Regions from separate parts of the Hordeum vulgare genome. Here region 2 is linked to region 1. Evidence: chromatin contacts called from public Hi-C data. All regions are on one chromosome and are shown on one strand. Each heading gives the region's core, a stretch centred on a gene start, on an enhancer-like site or on the middle of the called end of the contact. The rest is flanking DNA. Distances are from core to core; before and after follow the strand shown. Region 1 holds the start of LOC123427241 (probable low-specificity L-threonine aldolase 1). Region 2 has its middle 160 kb from the start of LOC123430536.

Region 1 (5,530 bases), core at 2,754-5,253:
CCAGCGCGGGCCACCGGGCGTACGGGGTGCGCCGCGCGCGCTCGGCAGCGAGATCGTGGGCACCTCTTGTCACCAGATCCGCGGCCCCGTGGCCGTGGCCGTGGCCTGTGGGAAACGGATGGATCCATGTCGCTGCTGCTTCCTGTTGCCGTGCCGAGCGGCCGATCCAGACGCCTTGTTTGATCGCGATCATCCGTCTCGTCGTGCCGCCATCCGCTGCATGACGGGCGTCGCCGCATCGTTCGAGTACGTACGTCGCGCATCCGTCGCGACCTACTTAATCTGATCACAGGCTCCGAAACAGAGGACGATACCTTTCGTACGTCTTCGACGCTGCGAAAATCGCGAGCTCCTGCTGCCGGTGCCGGCGCCCCGTACACCACAGCGGAGCTCCGGCGCCAATTTAATTCAGGTTAGTACAGCAATACTGGCGGAAACGATAGGAATGGCACCAGGATGCACGAGTAGTCAGTGCTGGTGGTCTGGTGTGGTCAGCATCCGTGAAAGAGATGATGCCATTAAGCGCCAGTGCTGTAGTACGGTGCAATAATAGCCGTAGCTGGACGAGGGGTGTAGCCAACAGTAGTACTCACAAGGCGCCAGGCCACAGGCAACAGAGTACACTTCTTGTCTTTTTTTAGCGGGAAAGCTGGTGTACACTTCTGGACATGTGATGGGCCGGCCTGGCGAACACTTCCCGTATCCGGGCTGAAGAACAAGATAATCAAAACCCGACATTGCATTACATTCAGGGGCCTTCCGGCGGCCCAAACGCCACACATTATTCTGCAAAGTTGTTACTGGTACTACAAAGCCCACGGCCACAAACAAGCTGCTCGGATGCCGCAGTCCGTCCATAGCCCATAGCCATAGGTGGGCTCTAAAGGAGGTGCCGTGGCCTAGTGCCCATACGAGTTGGTGGTGGTGCCGTTTGTCAGGTGCTCGAATTTAGCATTGCCTGACAGGATTTCCTCCACGGCTTTCTGAAAACAGAGACACAAATCAGTGATATCCACCCACCAGTTAGAGCATCCGTGATACTGTAGAAGGAAACTGTAAATCACAGTGGTAATATTTTTGTACCTCGATACATGTCAAAGTATACTGGACGTCACTGTCTGAAATTTGGTAGTGAGTGACAAGTCTGACGCTGCAAATTAAGGGGGTTCGAAATGGCAGGTTAAAAGTTAGTATGAAGCATACATCATACCACTCGGTATGAAATAAGAGCGTGATTCTTTTTGATACAGCCTGAAGTTTCTGTTAGAGGCTAATACAGTTATACATACAGGCATAAGGATGCTTATACTGAGCAGCTGAGGTTGACAATACTGATAATAAACAGATAAAAAGAAGCAGTTGAGCAGACAGAATCCAACCTCTTGGAGCTTGCTGGCATTGCAAGCACATTGCGCTGTTCCAGGACTTGACACAGTTTGTCAGGTGTTATGCATGGATCCGCGATATCAAAGAATACCTAGAGGGTACACCTCCAAAGGTTACAAACATGATACTTGAAGCGACTTGGTAGAAAACAATCAATGTCAAATACGGAGTAGATGGACTAGAAGGCTTACCATATTGGTCTCCACTGAAGCTAAATCAACTGTAAACTGTTTAATTTTCTTCAGTCCATCTGAACAATTGTACAAGACAAACAAATTCAGGGTTGTATACCTTTAAGGACTTGGTATATAGTGTAGATAGAAGAAGGGTGAATCCACATGGAAAGATTCTATGAAACCTGCTAAAACTTTGGCCTTCCTATGGTCATCGGCGAGCTTGCCTACGGTGTCGCGAACCGCAACATAGGCAGCAGCACAGAGAATTCCTACCTGCCTCATTCCACCACCTAATGTCTTCCTAAGAATTTTGGCCTGAAAGTATGGTTCAGATTTATGTTACATGTTCTCTTGAGCAGCTTAAACATAGCAGCAGAATGTCTATCGTCACCTTGTATATGAAGGCCTTGGAACCAACAATTACTGATCCAACAGGAGCACCTAAACCTTTGGATAGGCACACCTGCACTTCGACGTTTCACAGAGATGTATTGTCAGACATCCTATATCAGTGTTGACCATCCTTACGTTGGTTGCATAATAATCTAGAACTGCACACCAAGCAAATTGATACGTACCGAAACTGAATCAGCAGCTCTCACAAGTCTATGAACAGGAACTCCAAGTGCCTGACACAGCGACGGTGATTGAAAATGTCAGGACAAGATACGCATGATTCGCACCTAGTCATGCATCGATCAAATGCTACTTACCACGGAGGCGTTAAAAATCCGAGCTCCGTCGATATGAAGCTTCAAGCCATGGGTTTTAGCAACTTCACCAACCTTGTCGGTGTACTCTACAGATATACATTTCCCACCAGAACTGCAACAACAAAAATGAAAATTATGAACCAGAGCCAGGCAAACACTGCCATTTTTATCAGTAACATGCATCAGATAGCAACTCACTTTCCATGCGTGTTCTCGAGGCAGATGAGCCTGGTGGTGGGATAATACATGGCCCCGTCCCGGTGCCTGATGGCAGCGACGATCTTGTGGACGTCCATGGTGCCGTCGGGGTTGTTGGGCACGGTCTTGGGGTGGACGCCGCCGAGGGTGGAGATGCCGCCGTTCTCGTAGATGTGGATGTGGGAGTTGTCCCCGAGGATGACCTCGCTGCCCCTGGTGTCGCAGTGCGCGAGGACGGAGACAAGGTTGCCCATGGTGCCCGAGGGCACGAACAGGGCCGCCTCCTTGCCCATGATCCTGGCCATCTCCGCCTCGAAGCGCTGCGCGGTCGGGTCCGCGCCCAGCACGTCGTCGTCCACCTCCGCGGCGGCCATGGCGGCACGCATGGCTTCCGATGGCTTGGTGACCGTGTCGGAGCGGAGGTCCACCACCTTGGTCACCATCCTGGTTCCTGCCTGCGTGGCTGTTGCTCGAGCTCACGCTTCGGCGGGATCACGTACGACTCGGGAACTAGAATGATACTCCCTTCCTAAATATAAGTCTTTTTTAAACATTTTAACATGAAACTATGTACGAAGTAAAATAAGTAAATTCATGTTCTAAAATATATCTACATACATTCGTATGTAGTTTAATAGTGAAATTTTGGAAAGAACTTGTATTTAAAAACCGAGGAAGTAGATGTGTTAGCTGTCGACTGATCAACTACCGCACGGAGAAACGAAAAATGAGACGTCACTTTGTTACGTTGCACAGGAGTGCCCGGAACCTAGCACGCAACGGACGGACACCCACGCACACACGCCAAATGTGTGCAGCTGCAACCAGGAAGGATACATACAACTCTATCCGTCCAACAACCACAAACTTTGGTGCCTTCCGGCCGGGGGACCATGCCTGTCACGCATTTCCTCTTGACATGTTTGAAAAGCGGAGAAAGGATGATAAAACACCCACTCAGCGGCTCCAAGAAGAATGGAGCACAAAGCGGAGAAAGGATGATAAAACACCCACTCAGCGGCTCCAAGAACAATGGAGCACTACCGAGTAGCACCGCGCATCGCAGGGTGTCATTCACGAACAGCAAAATGTCTTTAGCGATCTATCTACTACAGTAGATGATACTTCTTTTGTCTTAGAATAAGTGACTCAATTTTATGCTAAAGCTAGTATAAAATCAAATCATTTATTTTGAGATGGAATGAGTATGAAAACAAGACGGAGAGGAGACCAGTGCAGTTCATCATCGATTTCGTAAAACAATATATAGAAGTTGATAGAGGGTGAAGAGGGGAGGATCTGAGGAAGTGCGCACCAGAATCCGTGGATCAGATGGAGCCCGAGGCGAGGCCGATGGATGCGCGGGTCTGCGTGAGGGAAGAGTTGAGTGGAGTGGAGAGTAGCGTGGTCTGGCTTCGGTGGCGCCGTTGCCACTGCGGCGCGGAGTGGCGCTTTATAGACGACGAAGATTAGGTGCTGGCGTGCTGCCGCCTGACCCGAGGAAGAGGAGCTGGACGAGACGACGCAACCTCCTCACCTAGGCGCTCTCGCGTACGCCCGTTTCTTGACCACTCGTCGTCACGTGCGCGCATGCGCCTCCACGTAGGAGGACCGCGCTGGGCCGTTGCTTTTCTGGCCGCCCTCCTTCCATCCAGCTGTGGGTCGATGTACACTCGACCTACAATCCTAGACGCGTCACGTCCTACAACTCTCCAACGGTACCGGAAAAGGGGAGAGAGCGAACGAATCGGCCTAGTCCCCGGGGCCATGACAAATAGCCAAACGCCCCGTTGGGCTGGATGGATTCACCGTGATGCGAGGCTGGGGCGCCTACAGAATCGCCTACATCGGTCTACTCGGTTCACACAAAGATACCAAGTGGCGGAGCAGGAATATTCACTCCGCATACGCCGCCAACCAGGCCTCGTCTCGCGTTCGTGTTTGTACGCTTGCACTGTGGACATGCATGCTCACTGAAAGATGCGCGCACTTGATTCTGTGCACATTTCACCCTTGAAAGAGTTCGAGCGGTGTGTCAGCGACACAAGTTACATGTGTGGCAAATTGCAGTGAGGCCGTCTTCCACAGATCGTCCACGCGTGCCAAGGCAGAATTCTGCAAGACTCTCTCGCTTGTCCCGTACTAGCACTGTCGAAAGTGTGTAGTCCGAGAAGCCAGAATACAAGTTGGTTTTGGTGGCCTCGCTTGCGACCGGCCGGGGTAGTCCTGGCTCGGCCACCAGATATTTGCGTCGCGGCTCAGAAAGTGGCTGCCGAGAATGCAAAAGGTACGCAACTAACAGCATACGGTGTAGCTGATGAACCTTCATTCTCACCCCAGACCAAGTGGACGTACGTGTGTTTTCCTTTCTCTCCTTGCTACTGCTGATGAATCATGATGCTGATGTGCGGCTCAATCGCTGGTGCTGAGTAGCCTCACTGCTGGCGGATAGAGTTGGGCGACCCGTGCGCAGCCGCCTCCTGCAAGTGCAGTACCAGATGAGCCTTTTGAACCAGCATGATAAGCCCCCCGCGTGCTTGTTTGCTTGGCTGGTTCCTCGTTCCTGCGAAACACTCGTGAATCGTCGTGTTACCGTCTGAGATAAGCGTCGTGGTAGGTCCAGTGGTACACGCGGACTCTCGACCCAACCACTTCCGGTCTTTTTTTTTTTCTTTCTTTAACTAGCACTTATGCCAGTGCATTGCAACGGGAAAAAGTAAGGTTGATGTTCTATCAAAATACCGTTTCTTAAATTTTAAACCCATTTGGGTTTGGTTTAGTTAGACTTTAAATTCAAACAATTTTGTATTAATTTTTTTTTAAATTTAAAGTCGATAAAATTTTCCGAATCACTTCATTTTTCCTCATATTTTTTAGATCCCATAAAAATATCTAATTCCTTCTTCCCTGTCTTTTCTTTTCTTCAAGTTTTGTTTAGTTGAAAATAAAATAAAAGTAAAAACATGAGCATGCACATCTCACCTAATTTTTCCCATCGGGCAACCGCAACATCTTCTCCAGATCCCCTCCTCGTTTCCTTTCCTCGATCCCCGTGCC
Region 2 (5,448 bases), core at 842-3,341, 360 kb before region 1:
GAGTTAGTCGAGCCAGTCACCCCCGCCAGCAATTTGTAGCAGTAGGAACCTCCTCCCCCATCCCGCCGATGAGCCAGATCCTCCCCGCGCTTTCCCTCCCCTTGTACTCCCGTTCTCTCGCCACAGGGTCGGCGGTGCAAACGGCGGTGGTGGCGGAGGCACAGGGAGGCGACGCGTACGACACGGGCGGCGATGGCGGCGGAGGACGGCGGTGGCGGCGGAGGCATGGGGAGGCGGCGCGGGCGTTGGTGGCGGCGTTGGCAAAGGACGGCGACGGAGGCATGGGGAGGCGGCGCTGGCCTTGGTGGCGGTGTTGGCAAAGGGTAGCGGCGTAGACGACAATGGGAGCGAAGGCAAAGGGCAGTGCGGGTTGCCGGGAGCGAAGGGCTGGGGTGCAGCGGCGGAGGTTACCCTAGCGCCGCGGTGTATCTCGTTCTCGTGCGGGAGAGAGAGGCTCCATTGAATATGTATTCTTTCACTTAACGGATTAATGGATAGGAGTATGGGTTGATTACCAAAAACAGGAGGGCTTATTTGTAAAAGCGTCGTGACGACGGACGACACAAGCCCTACGTGCTTTATTATTAGGGAGAGATTAGTTTTAATTTCTTTTTTCTTTTTTATGTTTTATGAAAATGAATAAATGTTGAATTTCCCATCATTTTCCGAACACATGAACATTTGTCAAAACGGAGAACAAATTTGAAAGCATTAATAAATTTTTAAAGCACGAACATTTTGTGAATCTTGAGAACCAATTTTAAAACTCAGATTTTTTTAAAAACTTTGAACAAATTTGGAAGCACAGAATGTTTTTAAGCAGAAATATTTTTTGAATCTTGAGAACAGAACTTTGAAACGGAGAACATTTTTGAAAAATCCCGAACAAATTTGAAAGTGCAAACAAATTTTTAAATCACGAACATGTTTCGAATCTTGAGAACAAAATTTTAAATCCGAGAACAATTTTAAGAAATCCTGAATAAATTTGGAAGGGTGAATAATTTTTTAAAGCAAGAATATTTTTTGAATCTTGAGGACAAATTTTTTAAACGGAGAACAATTTTTAAAAACCTCGAACAAATTTAGAAGCGCGTACAATTTTGAAGTTTTTGTAAAAGAGAGAACAAATTTGAATGCACGAACAAATTTTTAAAGCACGAACATCTTTTGAATTTTGAGAACTAATAATGAAACCTGGGACATTTTTAAATTTTTTTGAACAAATTTAGAAGTCCAAACAATTTTGTAAATCATGTACATTTTTTATTCTTGAGAACAAAATTTTGAAAAGCCCGAACAATTTTTTAAAACACAAATTTTTTTGGAATCTCGAGAAGAAATTTTAAAACGAGAGCAATTTTTAAAAATGCAGATTTTTTTTGGAAACGGGAACAAGTTTTTAAATTATTTCCATTTTTTGAATCTTGAGAACAATTTTTTTTAAAAATCCGAATAAATTTGGAAGCGTGAACAATTTTTTAAAGCACGAATGATAACAAATTTTGAAACCAAAAATAAATTTTAAAAATGCTGATGAAATTTGTAAGCACGAACATTTTTTATTTAAAGATTCGTTTTGAAAATCCAGAGTATTCTTTGAAAACCCAGAACATTTTTTGAAACATAAACAGAAATGAAAAAAAGAAACAGAAAAGATTAAATAAAAAGAAAACAAAAAAGGATAAACTGGTTCAGAAACCCTTTTAAAAGTTTTTCAAAACCCGAAAAATCGACTGAAATTCAAAACTGGAATTAGTGAAAGGCGCTAATGAGCCAGTTCATTAAAATCCCTAGCATCGCTCTCCTGTGCGTTTGCCCGATAACTCGCCGTAACTGGCGGCAAATGGGAGCTCCCGTTTACGTCCAGGGCCAGCCCAGCCCGACGGAGTGAGACCAGGCTGTGCTGCCCATGGGCTTTGCAGGTTGGCTTCCTTGTCCGTCTCTCTGCTTGGCGCCCTCTCCTCTCCTGCGCCCGTGTCCCTCCATGGTAGGTGTCGCATGGCCGCATGGGGGTGGAGCACGCGAGAGTCGGCCCCGCCCGGCGCTGCTCGTCGCGGGAGGACAAGCAACCAACCAACCAACAGCGGTGGCCGGTTGGTTCGTACCTGCCGCTGCTACTAGGCGAAGAGCCGGATCGAGCCCAGCGCGATGGGCGCGCGTGGGGGCCTCGGCAACAGTGGAGCGCGCCCCGGCCGATGGCTGTGTCGTCCCAGAGCGCCGACACCAAGTACCGCGACCCACGCGCGCGACGGTGACCCGCGCCTGGGCCGCGCGGGGCGGGGCCCCCGTCCTCGTCCCCGGCCGATCGGGTCAAACGCCAAGCACCTCGTCAAGCGAAACCTGTCAAGGTTCACAGGGCGCAGGGCGCGGAGACGCCGAGACCGAAAGCTGTAGGCTGCGCGCACAGTGCCCGCCCGGCTCGGAGGCCCTACTAGGCGCGCGTGGCAGGTAAGCGTCCGGCGCCCGCTCGATCCTGTCAATTTGTCTGATCTGTCTCCTTGCTGATCCGATCCAGTGCTGTTAATCATGACTAAAGAAACCCTGTCATCCTCAAAATGTAGATCCACCGGCCGTGAGATGTTAACACTGCCTGTTTTTTTTTTGACTGGCTTGATGAATATGTTAGGGCAACTTCAACGGACCGACCCAAACGGACAGCGATTTTGTCCGCCTTTTGGCTGTTTGGGTCGGTCAGGCGGACACGAACGTCCGCTTCGATGTTTGGGTCGACGCATATGTGACCAACGTTGGTTCGACCCATTTTTACACGCATACACCAAACATGCATAATATTAATGAAAATGTGTGCTTAAATATTAAAAAAGCCGGCCACGAAGGCCGACGAGAGTCCACGCGTTACATTATTAATGAAAAATAAGAAGAAAAAACCTAGACGTCCTCGGCGGCGGCGTCGAGGTCGGGCTGTGCCGGCGCGGGGGCGAGGTCGGGCTGTGCCGGAGCGGGGGCGGGCTGGTGTCGGCGGTGGCGCACCAGCACGGGCACGCCCACGCGCCTCTTGCATCGCCATATGAGCTTCAAGGTAGGCGGTCTCCTATGGAAGAAGCGCGTTGGCGCGGACGATGAGGGTGTTCGGGAAGAAGTCGAGAGTAGCACGGGCGCGCTGGTGCGCCAGGTGCGTCGCCCTCATAGCCTGCAGGTAGGCGACCTCCTCTGGCGGCATCGCACTGGAATAGACGACGCGGTTGTCGCCGTTGTCCATGGCTGCTGGGTCATCGACGAGGAAACAAAGGGGTGACGAGATGTGGACGGACGGGCTTCTGGAAGCAGATAGCGGAACCCACCGCACGCTCGGATTAAAAAAGGCCGACCGTGGTCGCCGACGCATGGGCCCGAGGATGGCTTCCGTCATAAATTATATTAACCGCGGTGGTTGGGGGCAGACACCGAGGGGGCGCGTGCGTCCACTTCGCGTCCGCGCCGACGTATTTCAGTCACAAATTTGGGCAGGAAATGGGTCGGCGCAGACGCAAAGCGAACGCGTTTTGGCAATTGGTCGGGACGTTGGACCATCATTTTTGTCCGCGTTGACCCAAACGGACGGCGACGGACGAAATGTGTAGCCCCATTGGAGTTGTTCTTAAGAGGTTGAAACTGGAGGCATCAACCTAAGAGCTCAATTTTGGGGGGCCACTTGCTGTTGAACACCCCCCCCATTTGGCAGATAGAGCAGACCCGATGATGGATAATGCTGATATGAAGTGTGAATTGAAGAAAATGAACCAGGAACTAAAGCAACTAATTGATTTGCAGCATGCAAATATGATGGCTGGAGCATTTTATTGTTCTGTCATTGCTATGAGTTTCTTTTACTTGATGTTCATCAATCGATAGAAATTTTTAGAGTTTCACTTAATGTGTCAAGCTAGTTTCAGGGGTCCCTAGTTTCAGTTAGTGTGTCTAGCTAGCAGTTTCAGTTAGTCCAGGGATCATTTGCTAGCCGAATTTGTGTGAAGCAAAATTTGCCTGAATTCTTCTAATGATATTTTCAGTTACACTTCTAGTTAGTCAATGAATTATTTGTTCCCCCTCATGAATAAAATGCAGCAATTCATGAAGTCCGGCCCCTCTGTCGCATACACTTTACAGCTAGCCCGTTCTTCAGTTAACAAAGAGTGCAGTGCAGAGTTCAGGGTCAAACAAAAAATGGTTATAGGGTCATGGGCTGATAACGTCTGTGAGAAAAAGCAGGCCCAAATAGAAAACAAGCCCACCCGCTTGATGCACCCATGTTGCTTCAACAAAAAAAGGTTGTTCACTAAATTCTATGATGGATCATTTTTTGATACACAATGTAAATTGATAAAACATTTTGTGATACATTGAATTAATTGAATCATTTTTTAAGGAGGATAGATAGATCGATTCATGCATGGTTGTATGAGCACATGTATGTATTGTAACTTGTTTTTTTTTTTGCTTTACATATTTGTTGCTTGTCCACTATTATTTTTATGATTATTTTTATGCATGTCAACGGTTCCGTGAACTAAATTAGTTGCATGCTTGCATGAATTAAATTAGTTGCATGTCCATGGTTGCATGTCCTAGTTACATGTCCATGGTGTATGTGGTGAATGCCATGAACTCGCATCCAGACCAAAATATTGTGAGTGCATATACCACAAATAATAGCACAAAACATCAATATAGTAGCACAAACATAAACGATTACAACAGGTACCCGATTACAACATAGATAGCATTACAACATAAAACTTAATAATAGTAGCACTAACATAAACGATTACAACTTAAAATACTAATATGACAAATAGATATATACATACATAGATAGATCGGGGGCACCACCGGGCCAACATGTTCTTTTTCTTCTCCTCCTCCTAGCAAACGCCTCCTCGCTCCTCCGGGCGCCCTTACTCCTGGTTGTCGACGGGGTATGGGAGGTTGTGCAACCCGTTGAGGGTAGGGAAGATATTGTTGAAGTCCGTAAAGATGTTGTGGGTGGTGAAAGCAACAAACTCACACCCACACCAAAACACTCGTCCGAGGAGGTGGAAGGCGTCGAAGGTGTTGGTGAATGTAGCGAGGAGCGCAACCACAACGCCATTGCGATTGACTTCCTCAACATGGAACATGATTGGAGAGCCCGGGGGGAGGTGGCGGTAGCCGGCCGAAAGGAAGGACTCGCTGAACTCTCTTGCACCCCTCCATCTTGATATAGGTCACACCCTAAGGGTGTTCTGTATGTAGACTCCGGCAGGGTAGAGCCTCTCCGACACGGCGGGGGGAAGTGGTAGGTTAGGCCATTCTACTGCATGGTGGCTTCGCTTGGGGTTTGTGGCTTCGGGTCTTCTTTTTGGAGAAGAAGGAGGGCAGATGAGAGAGGATGGGATATGGATGAGTGTGAGAGGAAGAGGAAGACAATATGTGGCTTAAATAGCGCTAGTGCGACGTGTTGATTCA

Evidence for each region. Hi-C and Micro-C count contacts between places; a contact is called where the count stands out from the background.
Region 2: a contact with region 1 is called in a Hi-C map of seedling, with 2.1 times the contacts expected there. The contact joins the enhancer-like site here to the promoter of LOC123427241 in region 1. A contact is called at or near these places in 2 of 6 Hi-C or Micro-C datasets (leaf and seedling).

Annotation. Positions count from the first base shown.
Region 1 is chr2H:558,852,321-558,857,850 of MorexV3_pseudomolecules_assembly, reverse strand. It overlaps LOC123427241 (probable low-specificity L-threonine aldolase 1), which reads right to left and starts at 4,003. Exons shown (of 10, transcript XM_045111240.1): 1 at 3,789-4,003; 2 at 2,474-2,983; 3 at 2,276-2,387; 4 at 2,141-2,191; 5 at 1,954-2,025; 6 at 1,745-1,877; 7 at 1,578-1,636; 8 at 1,380-1,477; 9 at 1,084-1,150; 10 at 722-983. The coding sequence starts at 2,916. The coding sequence ends at 900.
Region 2 is chr2H:559,209,279-559,214,726 of MorexV3_pseudomolecules_assembly, reverse strand. No RefSeq gene overlaps it. Among protein-coding and RNA genes, the nearest start is that of LOC123430536, 160 kb to the left of the region's middle. Within about 2 kb of position 2,091, at least 3 of the 3 cell types and tissues checked have open chromatin away from gene starts, as enhancers often do. A contact at or near this core is called in leaf and seedling, where this site is marked.